Linked DNA regions of Zea mays: region 1 is linked to region 2. Evidence: chromatin contacts called from public Hi-C data. All regions are on one chromosome and are shown on one strand. The core of a region is the stretch at or near the end of the contact, and the rest is flanking DNA. Distances in the headings are between cores, read along the strand shown.

The links. A called contact is a pair of places that touch in the nucleus more often than the background predicts.
Region 1: a Hi-C map of ear shows a contact between it and region 2, with 2.4 times the contacts expected there. The contact joins the promoter of LOC103641716 here to the enhancer-like site in region 2. A contact is called at or near these places in 7 of 25 Hi-C or Micro-C datasets (bundle sheath, ear, leaf and 1 more).

Annotation. Positions count from the first base shown.
Region 1 is chr10:124,746,557-124,752,865 of Zm-B73-REFERENCE-NAM-5.0, reverse strand. LOC103641716 (DNAJ heat shock N-terminal domain-containing protein) reads right to left here and starts at 2,225. Exons shown (of 2, transcript XM_008665031.3): 1 at 1,875-2,225. It also overlaps the pseudogene LOC109942976.
Region 2 is chr10:124,641,721-124,647,472 of Zm-B73-REFERENCE-NAM-5.0, reverse strand. No RefSeq gene overlaps it. Among protein-coding and RNA genes, the nearest start is that of LOC100383187, 51 kb to the right of the region's middle. Within about 2 kb of position 4,057, at least 15 of the 20 cell types and tissues checked have an H3K27ac peak or open chromatin away from gene starts, as enhancers often do. A contact at or near this core is called in bundle sheath, ear, leaf and 1 more, where this site is marked.

The sequences.
Region 1 (6,309 bases), core at 976-3,475, 110 kb before region 2:
AAGTGAAAGAAACCTTGCCGGCGCATGAAGAAGATGATGTCCACGTAGTTGAGGCAGGAGATGCAACAAGTGAAAGGCATGATCTGGTGCCGCAGAGAAGGACTACTGCTGCAAGAGGGAACAATGAAGAAACAAGGACAAAGAAGCATAAAAAGGGCGATAACCTAGAAGGAATAATGGGAAGATACATTGACATGAGAATGAAGCAAGCTGAGGAAGAAGCCACACAACTAGCAAAAGAGAGAGAGGAAAAGGAAGCGAGTCAAGTTGCAGACTTCTCAATCAAGAAGTGCATATCCATTATTGGTACAATGGAAGTTACAAAGGAGGAAAAAGCGAAAGCCTACAATGTCTTCAAGGACCTTAACAATAGGCAAATTTTCTTGAGTGCATGCGATGATGATGCCGAGTCTGCACTGATTTAGCTGAGAAACGAGATGGCTTAGCTGGTACGCTCTCTTCCTTTCCCTCTTCTCTTCCCACTAACTTTTCGAGGCTTGCATCTCTTCCTAGGTTGATTACTAGCCTGCAAGCATGCTTGAGCATTTCCTTCTGCTATGCAGTCACTAACTGGATGCTTGAACATTTCCTATTTTCTCTTAAAAATCTATTTGAACACCATAATAATAATGAACTGCTTATAGTTTATTTGAGCATTTCCTATTTTCCCTTATGGTTTATTTCCTATTTTCCTATTTCAATTGCAAGAAAAGCACATTCCTTTTATGAACTGCTTCATTTTTAGATTATTAGGCATGTTTGTCATTTCCCTACCAATTTTGGGCTATAAGCAAATATGTGATTTAACTCAAAAATACTAATCTGGTCTCGCATGTTTATGTTTGATATGAAATTATTAATATGTGTGGAGAAATTATAGTGTTTAACGCTTACATTCTCTTGCAGGTGGAGTCGTCTGAATTGCTTGTTGGATATCCAATATGTTATGTTGTTCAAATGAAAAATTACTCCTCTCCCTTTGGTTTGTTTTTAATCTAAATGCACACACTCTATTGTAATGTAATAAGAGACAAATGAGCGACCAACTTCTGATTTTGATGCTTCAAATTTCATCCGCTTCACGGACCTAATATGAGGGGCACTGGTCGTTTTATATGCATGCAACAAATTAATGTATCCATGTGGTGTAACCAAACAATAGAAAATTAGCCATGTATTAAATCCCAGCTGTAATTAAAATACACATGGTTTAAGTGACAAGAGATGTATTCACTCAATCCCACCGTGTATTGGATCCTAGTATGTATTAAATACTAGCGTGCCGAACAAAGCCTAAAGATACTAGTTGAATTAGCTAGCTAACAAATAGCTAGCTAACTATTACCTAATTTGCTAAAAGTAGCTAATAGCTGAAATATTAGCTAGACTGTTTAGATGTCCCAGCTAATTTTAGTAGCTAAATATTAGTTCTACTATTAGTTCTAGTGCATTCAAACGTCTCCTCGGATCCGATTACAAATAGTATTTTAGGGTTTGGACGCACGTTGTGACCTACGAATTACGTTACAGTTTGGGCGCACGACTTCGCACAGCAGGAAGGAAAGACCAAGGGAGGGAACACCTGCTGTCCTGGTGGTGCTCGTCGCCGGCCAATGTCATGGGTGGCGAAGTAGGACAGCAGCAAAGGCCGGCCCAGTCGTGGGTGGGTGGGGGTTGCGCGCATTCTTAGTGTGATGCAAGAAGACAAGGCAGAGTAGGTTCCAGCATACAGCTACAAGCGGATTGGGTGCGTAATGTCATTTTTGAGCGAGGGCCGGTCTGAGGCTGGAGCAGAATCAAGCAGACGGAGAGGGACGAGCTGTTGGCGTGGAAAGGAGAGAGAAGATCGGGGCGCTGTGCGGACGGAGACCTACCTGCGGACCTGTGTGCCGGCCGCGCCGGAGCCGGTCGCGGGGACACCGGGGGGGTGCAGAGGGCGGACGCCGCCCGCCCGCTCCCCAGGTGGTAGTCGACCGAGCGCGGTCCCCTCTCCAGGTTGCGGCGCGACGAGCAGAGAGAGGAGATCGGCAGCGGGCGAGACGAGTTCAGGCGACTGGCGAGCTCGGCCGCAGGGGAAGAGGAGGCGACCGCCGCCCTCCACGGATGGATCTCAGTGACTTTCCTTTATCTCCTCTATATTCTCCTCTATATTCCTCCTCTGCCCAGACTATGAGGACTAATGGATCATGTAAAATAGGGACACGGTAATGTGATAAATAGGACTGGAATATAGATAGAAATCTTTGGGCCAATACGAGCACGGTTTAAAATATAGGAGCCTAAAACACGAGGCATAAAATAATATAGACCAGGGTAGCATGGCTCAAAAGCGGGTCTAGATCAGACCTCAAATTCCGGCACACCCAATAAAGCTCATATTGTTTAATTTTTTGAATTTAGTAAGCTATAGACTTTATATTGGTGTAACATTTAGATTTTTTGTGGTCAAATGATGTTAGCTTTGTTCAATATATCTTTAATTTAATAAACTATGGATTTTATGTGGTTGTAATATTTGGATTTTATGTGGTTCAAATATATGGGTCGGGCTTGAGCCGGTACGACCCAACGAAGACACGGCGTACTTTAAGGTTAGACTAGGCCACTGTTTCTACTCTTTGGGCTGGTACGACACACCCAAAAGTTTTTTTATCCTTCTTGGCACGAACCTGTTTGGCCTGAAGCATGATGGGTTCGGGCCGACCGAGCCTAATTCCTAGCACTATAGATGACATTGTTTAGTATTGTTTGTGGAGTGAAGTTCGAAATAGTGGATGAAATAGGGTATTGAATAGAAGATATGTTAGAGATGGCTAAGGATGTATTTGGTTGTGGGTCGGGATACGACAAGACAGAGCGATTACTTAAATTAGGTTGTTCCCAAGAAGGATATTCTCATTAGATATTGTCCTTAGTCGTCCATTATAATTGGATGGATAACTCTCTCACAAGTTCATTTTCATCCTCATTCGTATGTGGTGTCCTCGTATTCTTCCCGTCTGCCTCCTTCATCCTAGTGTCATTCGTCTTCCTTCGTGGCTGCCGATGAGTCCACGAGTTACTTTCCCCTTTGCTCTCATTTTCCCTTTTTCTTTCCCCACGACACCTTCCAACCTATCGTGCATCTCCCATGGAGACGTCATGAGTAAAGTCGTTGTCGGGCTGTAGGGCTCCATCAACGGCAGCAGCCACCAGGTGAAATGTCCATAGGGGTCAGCGACGCTGGTGTCCGTTATGTTCCCTAGAATGTCCATCGTGGACTACCGTGTTCGTGACACATTGGTCATGTTGGTGCTCACTAGTGACGTTGTTATCCTTCATCTCACATTTTTGTATTAAATTCGAAGGTATAGAATGTAGTGCTACCTCATCCTTCATCTCACACTCTCATTCAATGAACAGAGCCATCCTCAAAGGGAGTCAAGCCACCACCAGCCTTTCCTTTCAAATCGATTTTCTTTGCTCAAGTTGCAAGGTACAGAATCCCTAAGATCAGTTGGATTGTTGTTTGCTTGAGATTATTCCCCAAACATAATGATGAGATTTTCTATGACATGCCATATGTTTTTGTATTTGATGATTACATGTAGATGGATAAGAGGATCAAGGTTATAGTTTGTGTTGCTGTTGCATATATGTTACTATCAATGATGGTCGTGATTATTGATTCTAGAAAATGAAAATAAAATGCAAGGAGGATAGGGATTACCTATGCACCAATGCATGTAAGGGGTAAAATGTGTTGGGTCTCTTTAGCCAAAGGTCCTCAAAACATTAACTAACCAGTTATTTTTTAGCGTGTTTCAAGTGTAGCAGGACAGATACCAAAGGACACCTTCGTCTAGGGACGGTGAGTAGTTGTCATAGTTGTATAAACGAAGCTGAGAGCTTTGGACTACTGACATTTGCACGTGATGAAGGAGCTGACTTCCAGAACCTTCGCATCCTTCAGCGTATAGTAGAAGTTGTGCAGCTACAAGCTCATCCAAATAGGCTACGTCGCCTTTTTTAATGCCATCCATCAGATTCCTTTCCAACGGATGACATTTATTCTTCTTCTTTTTAATCACACAACAACATGTCTGCATCGTCGTTTTTCCCTCGACGCACGATCGACATCAGATGGAGAGAAGCTAGCCTCCATCGTGTCCTTCGCGCGAACAACGAATGGATAAGGCTCCTTTAGTACTTCCCTTCGACGGCTGCCACCGGACCAGAGCCGCCTCCACGTGCTTACTCCTACGTGCATCGCTACGACCACCGCCCACCATCCGCATCTCATGCATCATCTCCAAGATGTTCTGCCTCAGCCTCCCCTGCGTCCCCTGGTTCATCATGGGTGACGACGATATTGTCTTCTTCCTAGTTCTGATTGCACTGTGACCACAAGGGAAGGCATCACGACTCATCATCGCTTGTCGACATCACGCCTATCCTGCATGTGACCAACAAGGTCGAGGCAAGCAACCCACAAGTAGCCTACTTTTGTGAGTAGCATCAACATTTCATTTTTGTTTTTAGTTTGTTTCTTTTCCTTCTGCATCTATGTGTTCCTCGCAATCGATCAATTAGTCACTCAGTTTGGCCTTCCCCTTCATCTCCAGGACGTTTCTATGCCTTCAAGAATATGCATCGCCTCAACCCCACCTGAAAGTCGCATAGAGGGGGTGAATAGGTGAAACCTGTAAATTATAAACTTTCAACATAAACTTCACCCGAGGTGAGGATTAGAAACAAATTATAATGAGTGTGGGATGCGGTAGAGAGTTCTTCTTGCTATGAGTTGCTCAATCAATGCGGATGAGTTTGGGAGCTAACTCAAAAGATTGTGAGTAAGAGAACTTAGAGAGAGGGGAGGGGAAGAATCAAATCGAACAGTGATGATCAACATAAATGAACACAACGATTTGTTTCCCGAGGTTCGGTTCCAATGAACCTACTCCCCGTTGAGGAGGCCACGGAGGCCGGGTCTTTTTCAACCCTTTCCCTCTCTCAATCGATCACTTAGACCGGTTGAGTGCTTCTTCTTAATCTCAAGGATCACTAAGACCCAACAAGGATCATCACACACTCAGGTGTCTCTTGCTAGCTGTACAAGTCACTTAGAGAGTTTAGAAGGAGATGAAGAAAGCACGATTAAAAAGCCAAGCAACAAGAGCAACAAATGAAACACGAATCACACTCTCTCAAGTCACTAATCACTATTGATCACTTGTCTTAATTGTGACACTTGGAGAGGATTGGAAGCTTTGAATGTGTCTTGGAATGAATTCCTTGCTCTTGTATTGAATGTGGATGTATAGAATGCTTAGTTGTGCTGAATGGGGGTGGTTGGGGGGTATTTATAGGCCCCAACCCCACTTCTAGCCGTTGGACAGAAAGCAACAGCTTTCTATCGACGAGCGCACCGGACAGGGCACTGTTCACTGTTTGGTGCCTGCCACGTCAGCCGACCGTTGGAGTCTTGATAGTCGCCTAGAGGGGGGGGTGAATAGGGCGAAACTGAAATTTACAAATATAAACACAACTACAAGCCGGGTTAGCGTTAGAAATATAAATGAGTCCGAGAGAGAGGGCGCAAAACAAATCCCAAGCGAATAAGCAAGTGAGACACGGAGATTTGTTTTACCGAGGTTCGGTTCTTGCAAACCTACTCCCCGTTGAGGAGGCCACAAAAGCCGGGTCTCTTTCAACCCTTCCCTCTCTCAAACGGTCCCTCGGACCGAGTGAGCTTCTCTTCTCAAATCAAAGCCGGGAACAAAACTTCCCCGCAAGGGCCACCACACAATTGGTGCCTCTTGCCTTGATTACAATGGAGTTGTGATCTCAAGAACAAGTGAGAAAGAAAAGAAGCAATCCAAGCGCAAGAGCTCAAATGAACACGGCAAATCACTCTCACTAGTCACTAGGGCTTTGTGTGGAATTGGAGAGGATTTGATCTCTTTAGTGTGTCTAGAATTGAATGCTAGAGCTCTTGTAGTAGTTGAGAAGTGGAAAACTTGGATGCAATGAATGGTGGGGTGGTTGGGGTATTTATAGCCCCAACCACCAAACTTGACCGTTGGCTGGAGGCGTCTGCTCGATGGCGCACCGGACAGTCCGGTGCACACCGGACAGTCCGGTGCCCCTGCCACGTCATCACTGCCGTTGGATTCTGACCGTTGGAGCTTCTGACTTGTGGGCCCGCCTGGGTGTCCGGTGCACACCGGACATGTATTGTTTGATGTCCGGTGCACCGGTATGGGCATGTCTGACGTCTGCGCGCGCATTAAATGCACCGCAGGGAGCCGTTGGCGCCGAAAAGAGCCG
Region 2 (5,752 bases), core at 2,808-5,307:
GGAGCATCTCTGTAAGTTCTATCCATAGGAGCAAGTCTGAGGGATCGAATTTATTTCCCTTTTGTAACTAAGTAACGCATACGTGTACGCCAACCCAGTGAGGCCCGTCCCCATAAACCCGGCCTACTGGTCTGCACCCATGCATGATAAGTTATAAAGAAAAGAATTACCCCCTCAGATGTGCCCCTATGATAGTTCCATCTTGCTACTCCATGGTTTTACCTTGCAGTTTTTCAGATAATACCTTTTTATCTAACCCGCTCGCACGGTTCCCATCTGCTCTGACATGACGACATCCGAATTGAGCAGCCAGGCTTGTAGTTTAGGACCTCCTTTACGAAAGTTGGGGGGTCCGACAGCCTGGGGGCCGGTTCTAAAGAACGGGAGCCCGTTCCATGGAGTGGTCCGGTGCAGTGTAGCTGCTTAGCCTGGTCCCGTACCGTAAGCCTGCACAGCCCACCATCCTATGACGGGTGCCTTAATATTTGGAGTTATAAGTTCCGCGGGTCCGACAACCTGAGGTCTGGCTCAAGAGAATGGGCACTTGTCTCCTGGGGTGGTCCAGAGCCGTGTAGCAGCTTAGCCTGGTCCAGTACCGTAAGCCTGCACACTCCACCACCCTGCGACGAGAATCCTAGTATCTAGAGCCGCGACCCAAGGGGGTCCAGACACACAACTTAGCCACCCGGACTGAACCCTGTGAGTCCCGAGCATGAATCAAAGGATGGCTAATATCAGACAAGGGACCCTATGGGTGTACTACTAACACTCCATAGTTAAAGCTGTGTACAGGTCCGGATCCCAGCCGAGGCTGCCTCCTGGGAGTTGTTGACAACCCTTTCAGATACGCTGGTATCCAGCCTCGACACATCAAGCCTGCATCCCGGGCAGGGGGCCAGGTACCAGCGGTCAAGAAGGCGAACCGCCGTGCAAGGAGCGTGTAGCCGCCCTACGGTTATATGCCCTTTCGTCTCCACCGCAACCAGCGGTCAAGGAGGCGAACTGCCGCACAAGGAGCATGCAACCGCCCTGCGGTTGCGGGCCCCCTGAGATTCGCTGCAACCGATGGTTCAACCTCTGGCATGGGGGCTCAGGCCCACATGCCATACACCCGGCGCGTCGGTTCCTGGGTACAGGAAAGTTGCACTACCGCTCACGCCAATTCCACGCCTCCTCGAGACCAAGAAGATAAATTTCCAAAGAACCAATGCAGCGACTCGAGGCACCCCGCGCATGGCCCAACAAAGGCATTAAGTACGGAGGTCACGGGCCAGTTAGCCGTGGGGACAGGCGTGGCAGTCGGCGTGACCATAAGCGGGCTGGCAGTAACTGCATCAATGGGCACGCAGGAGCAACGGGCCGATCGTCAGCCAAACTCTGGCCCCGCTTGCAGGCTCGCATTCTCCCCTAAGGCGGGCCCGAGGGCCACTTTCGGTACCCTGGATTAGGGGTACCCCTTACTGCGGTATGAAGGCACGATGCCTGTGCGGCTACCTTTAGCCGCACGGAGAACAGCCCTAGGGGTATCTCGTGGGCAGTTAAGGTGGCGCTCTCAGAGACCATGCCCTCGGGCCTAGTAGGCTCGGGATCCCTATGCGCACAACCCGGACCCCCGAGGTAAAGTAGCCCGAAACCATTGGATGGGGTTTGGACCCCACCAAGTGAGCTCCGGACCACCCATAACAAGGTCCTAGGAAAGGAAGTGTCATAACCTAGGCATGGGTCCGGGGTTGAGGCGTGTCTTGGCTCTATTCGAAGCGCCTCTGCCCCCCCCCCCCCGGCCGAGGATCTAATGCAGCCATATGGCTTATTATCCGTGACGTAGGTCGACGGGCGGAGCATGACATAAGGGATCTAGGCTGCGCGGCCTCCACATTTATTGCGGAGCGGACGCGCCGCCTGTCCACCCTTCTGACAGATGATGTGCCTCCACGACATTTATTGCGTCCTGTCCATTCCGCTGGCAGGCGGCACCAGGGCCACCCTGCAGGAGGCATGCCTGTCCAGTCCGTTGTCGAAACAGTGTGCTCGTACTACGCGGTGCACTGTACTCATCCCTTATACGAGAAGCTTTCCCCTTGCGCGCCGAGACGACGCAGATCTCGGGTGTCAGGGCGCACGAAGATTACACGGGCATGGCAAGCAAAAGTTCCACCCATCTATTTGTCCCTGAGCCCACGTGTCAGGGCTCAGAACCCTTGTACATGCCCCCCTTGAACTATAAAAGGGGAGGCATGCGACGTGAACACGGACAGACACAGGACATTCATGCTTACACTCAACTCAAGCTCTCAAAGCAATACAACACACAGTGGAGTACGGTATTACGCTCCAGCGGCCCGAACCACTCTAAACCCTTGTGTGTTCTTGTGTTCATCCCTTCAATCTCCAACAGGCAAAACGCTTAAGCCCCCTTCGCATCTTAGGACTTAGGGCGGGTGCACTCCGCCACCCGGCCGGAGAATTTCCTCTCCGACAAATTCCTATAAACTTAATGCACATTTCACTAGACTTAAGTGTATAAAAGTCTTTTTAAAGTAGAAGGAAGGGGTAAATGCACCGGGGCTTGCCTTTGTTGCAATAAAGAGGCTTAAGACCTTTCTACCCAATAACCCGTTAGATGGCTCCTCCACTTGATCAGCAGACACTGGAGTAGACTCCTCCTTCAAACACCACTTCATCTAGGTGTTCTACAAGTCAATTACATGTATGCTTATGTAATGATATGAAATGCAAACTCTCACAAGGAGAGGTGGGAAACATAAATAATACAAACTAAAACACATGACAAGTATACACATGGTTCTACACCACCAACACTTACTAATAGTGGCCAAATCGGATTCACTTAGGTAAACCAGAGAACTAATCCATATTAGATCTCATCTAAAAGCTTAAAACTTCTTAAAAACTGCATCTCTTTCCTAGATAAACTTATCTCCTTTTCAAAGCACTAAATCCACTTTTATTAAGGATTTAACCTTTCTATTTTGGACCCTACAAAGCTTCCTGAGAAACTGGCTTCCAAACAGCCCCAAATTTTTACCATATGCTTAGCTGACCAAAATAAAGTTACCCAAACATTTTCATAATTTTTGGAACTATATTTTTATTTCTAAAATTCATTTAAGCCTTCGTAGAGCACTTTTTAATTACCTAAAATTTATTATCTGTTGCAAATATCCTAACATTGGTTTTTTATCGAAAATTTGTGATTTTATGTACCCAGGAAAACTAGTTTCCACATTTTTGCATTTTTCCTATAACTTTTAGCATATTTTACAAGTTGTCAGCGAAATGAAAAGGACAAAACCTAAACAGTATTGGACGGCATTCAGTCTGATCTAGAGATGGCAACGGTTAAATACTTACCGGGTATTACTACCCCATAACCATACCTACGACAAAAAAATAACTCTATCGGGTCACCCTTATATACTGGTGGGTATGGATTTACCCCCATACCCATACCCATGTGGGTATGGGTCACCCGTACCCACAAAAATTAAACAGCTATCAAAATATTATATTATACAAATGTCAAGTATATCCATCTAAATAACATTACAAAATTTCTAGCATCATTTAACCATCCATTCAACACACCAAAGATAATTAGATAAAGTAGTAACACTAGGACAGTACTACATAGCACATTACATGTTCCATTACATGGTCATTAAATTGTCGTTAAGCCTTCTATGACATTATGGCCTAAAAGGTTGTTAAATAGTAAAAAAGATGGACGACTAAAGTCTAAGTTCATGCTTGGGCTAAGTTTATATTGAGTATTTTATACCCATGGGTTAATGGGTATGGATGAAGGTGAATGTTCTAATACCCATTTACCCATTGGATGAAGATTTTTGTTCAAGAATAGACCAACAGGTAGAATATTTAGCCCACATATATACCCTAATGAAGTAAATATCCATCGGGTATTAGGTCGCGGGTACCCATTGTCATCTCTAGTCTGATCCGACCCAAGACTAGTAGGATCACACGCGTCGTCCGCGCGACCTACGCCCTCATGCCCATTTTGCGCAGAGAACCCTGTCGCCATGACTAATCAATCCCGATCCCTCGTCACTGTTTGTCTGTCTCGCTGACGAATGCACATAAGTCCTTTGCCTTCTGCTCATTTATAACTTCCCGGCCACGACCCTACTCCGACGAATGCCGATCAAATACCATGCAGAGCCACCGGAGGCGATCGTCTCCGACGAGAATGAGCATACCTACCCGTCACCCAAACCGACCCCATCACTTCCCCTTGGTTAATCGGATCGAAGAGACCAATATCGCCTCTGGCCGCGGTGGCGGCCGAACCTTGGGTCCGACGAGCCCGATCCCGCGGTCTCCACACGGTAGAGCTCTAACTATGGACACAGAGAGCCTCAGCGACCTAACAATATCATGGTGCTCACGTGAAAACAACCAGAGACAACATGGGTTGATGGGTCGGCGGGGAAGCTGTCCACGGCGCCAAGCTGTGACGGCGCGACCTCGTTTTATGCAACACACAATAGTAGAGTTAGGAATACCAACTTTAGGAGCTTCACTGACCTGTGAGGAACAAGGAATGTGCACAGTTCAGCTGAGATGACCTCCGAAGAGCCCTAACCGAGGTGAGGTGGACCTCCGGCGGTGCGGCCACACGACACAGGGACAACGATGTGAGGGGACTAAGCAGAACAGACGGTGTGGCTGGGACTAACTCCAACATGAAGATGTGAACCCTAGAGGCACACGGTGAATAGGACTAGCGAGTGGGGTAGTGGAGAGCTTCACTACACTGCCCGCAAGTAATAACAAGATAAAGAACCAGGCGCTGGCCAAGCTCGATTTTTCCACGGTAAGGAACGACCCCAAAGGTGCCAGCAGGCAGCAGCTGCTTGGGTTTGAGCATGTGGCTTCCCTCTCAGGCACCACACAGGTTTATAGGCACAGCAAGGCATCGAGCTTGGGCAGGCAACGCAACTAGTGACCAGGCAACTACGGACTCCACCACAGATACTTTGAACCTCTCCAGGACCTGAAGCTTCTCAGCTCGACTCCACTTTACCAGGCGCCAGAAAGTCCCAGGCAACTCTCTAACCAAATCAACCAAGCAATGTCAGCACAATCGTGGGGCTGATATCTTTCCATTTCTTCGTATCTTGATTCAGCTTTGGCCACCAGAACCTGCACTCAAACTTTTGCCTCTTTTTGCTACCCACACCGAGCACACAGGAAACAAGCAAGCAAACAGCCGCCTGTCCAAACTGAGACAAATTCAGTCAACTAACAATTCTTTAGTGACTAAACCAGACACCGAACCAAACTTATTAGTGTTGCTGCTCCATTCCATTCCTCCCAGTTCAGCCCCCTTATCTCCCAATTATTCATAGCAACAGACCACTCTCCCTTAACAAAAATTATTCTCTATTTATAACTCTACCTATTTTGTATAGCAACTCATGGTTGAAATCATATAGAACAAAAGTTATGGTACCTCAATTTACAGCCAAAGTCACTGAAAATTCAGTTTTAGAAATCTGAAACAGCACCACAGAGTCTGACATAGGGTTTTGCCACCCCTTTTTCTCTAAATCCTACACAGTAGCAAGCCAACTCTCTGCATGAAACATGCTCTCCTTCAGATGGTCTTTAACTTTTCTATATTGGTCTTAGTCGAAAACCACAAGTATTGGTCACAATAGAGCTCCAAACCCAGCAACATTCACTGAAATTCAGTTTTAGTAACTGAATA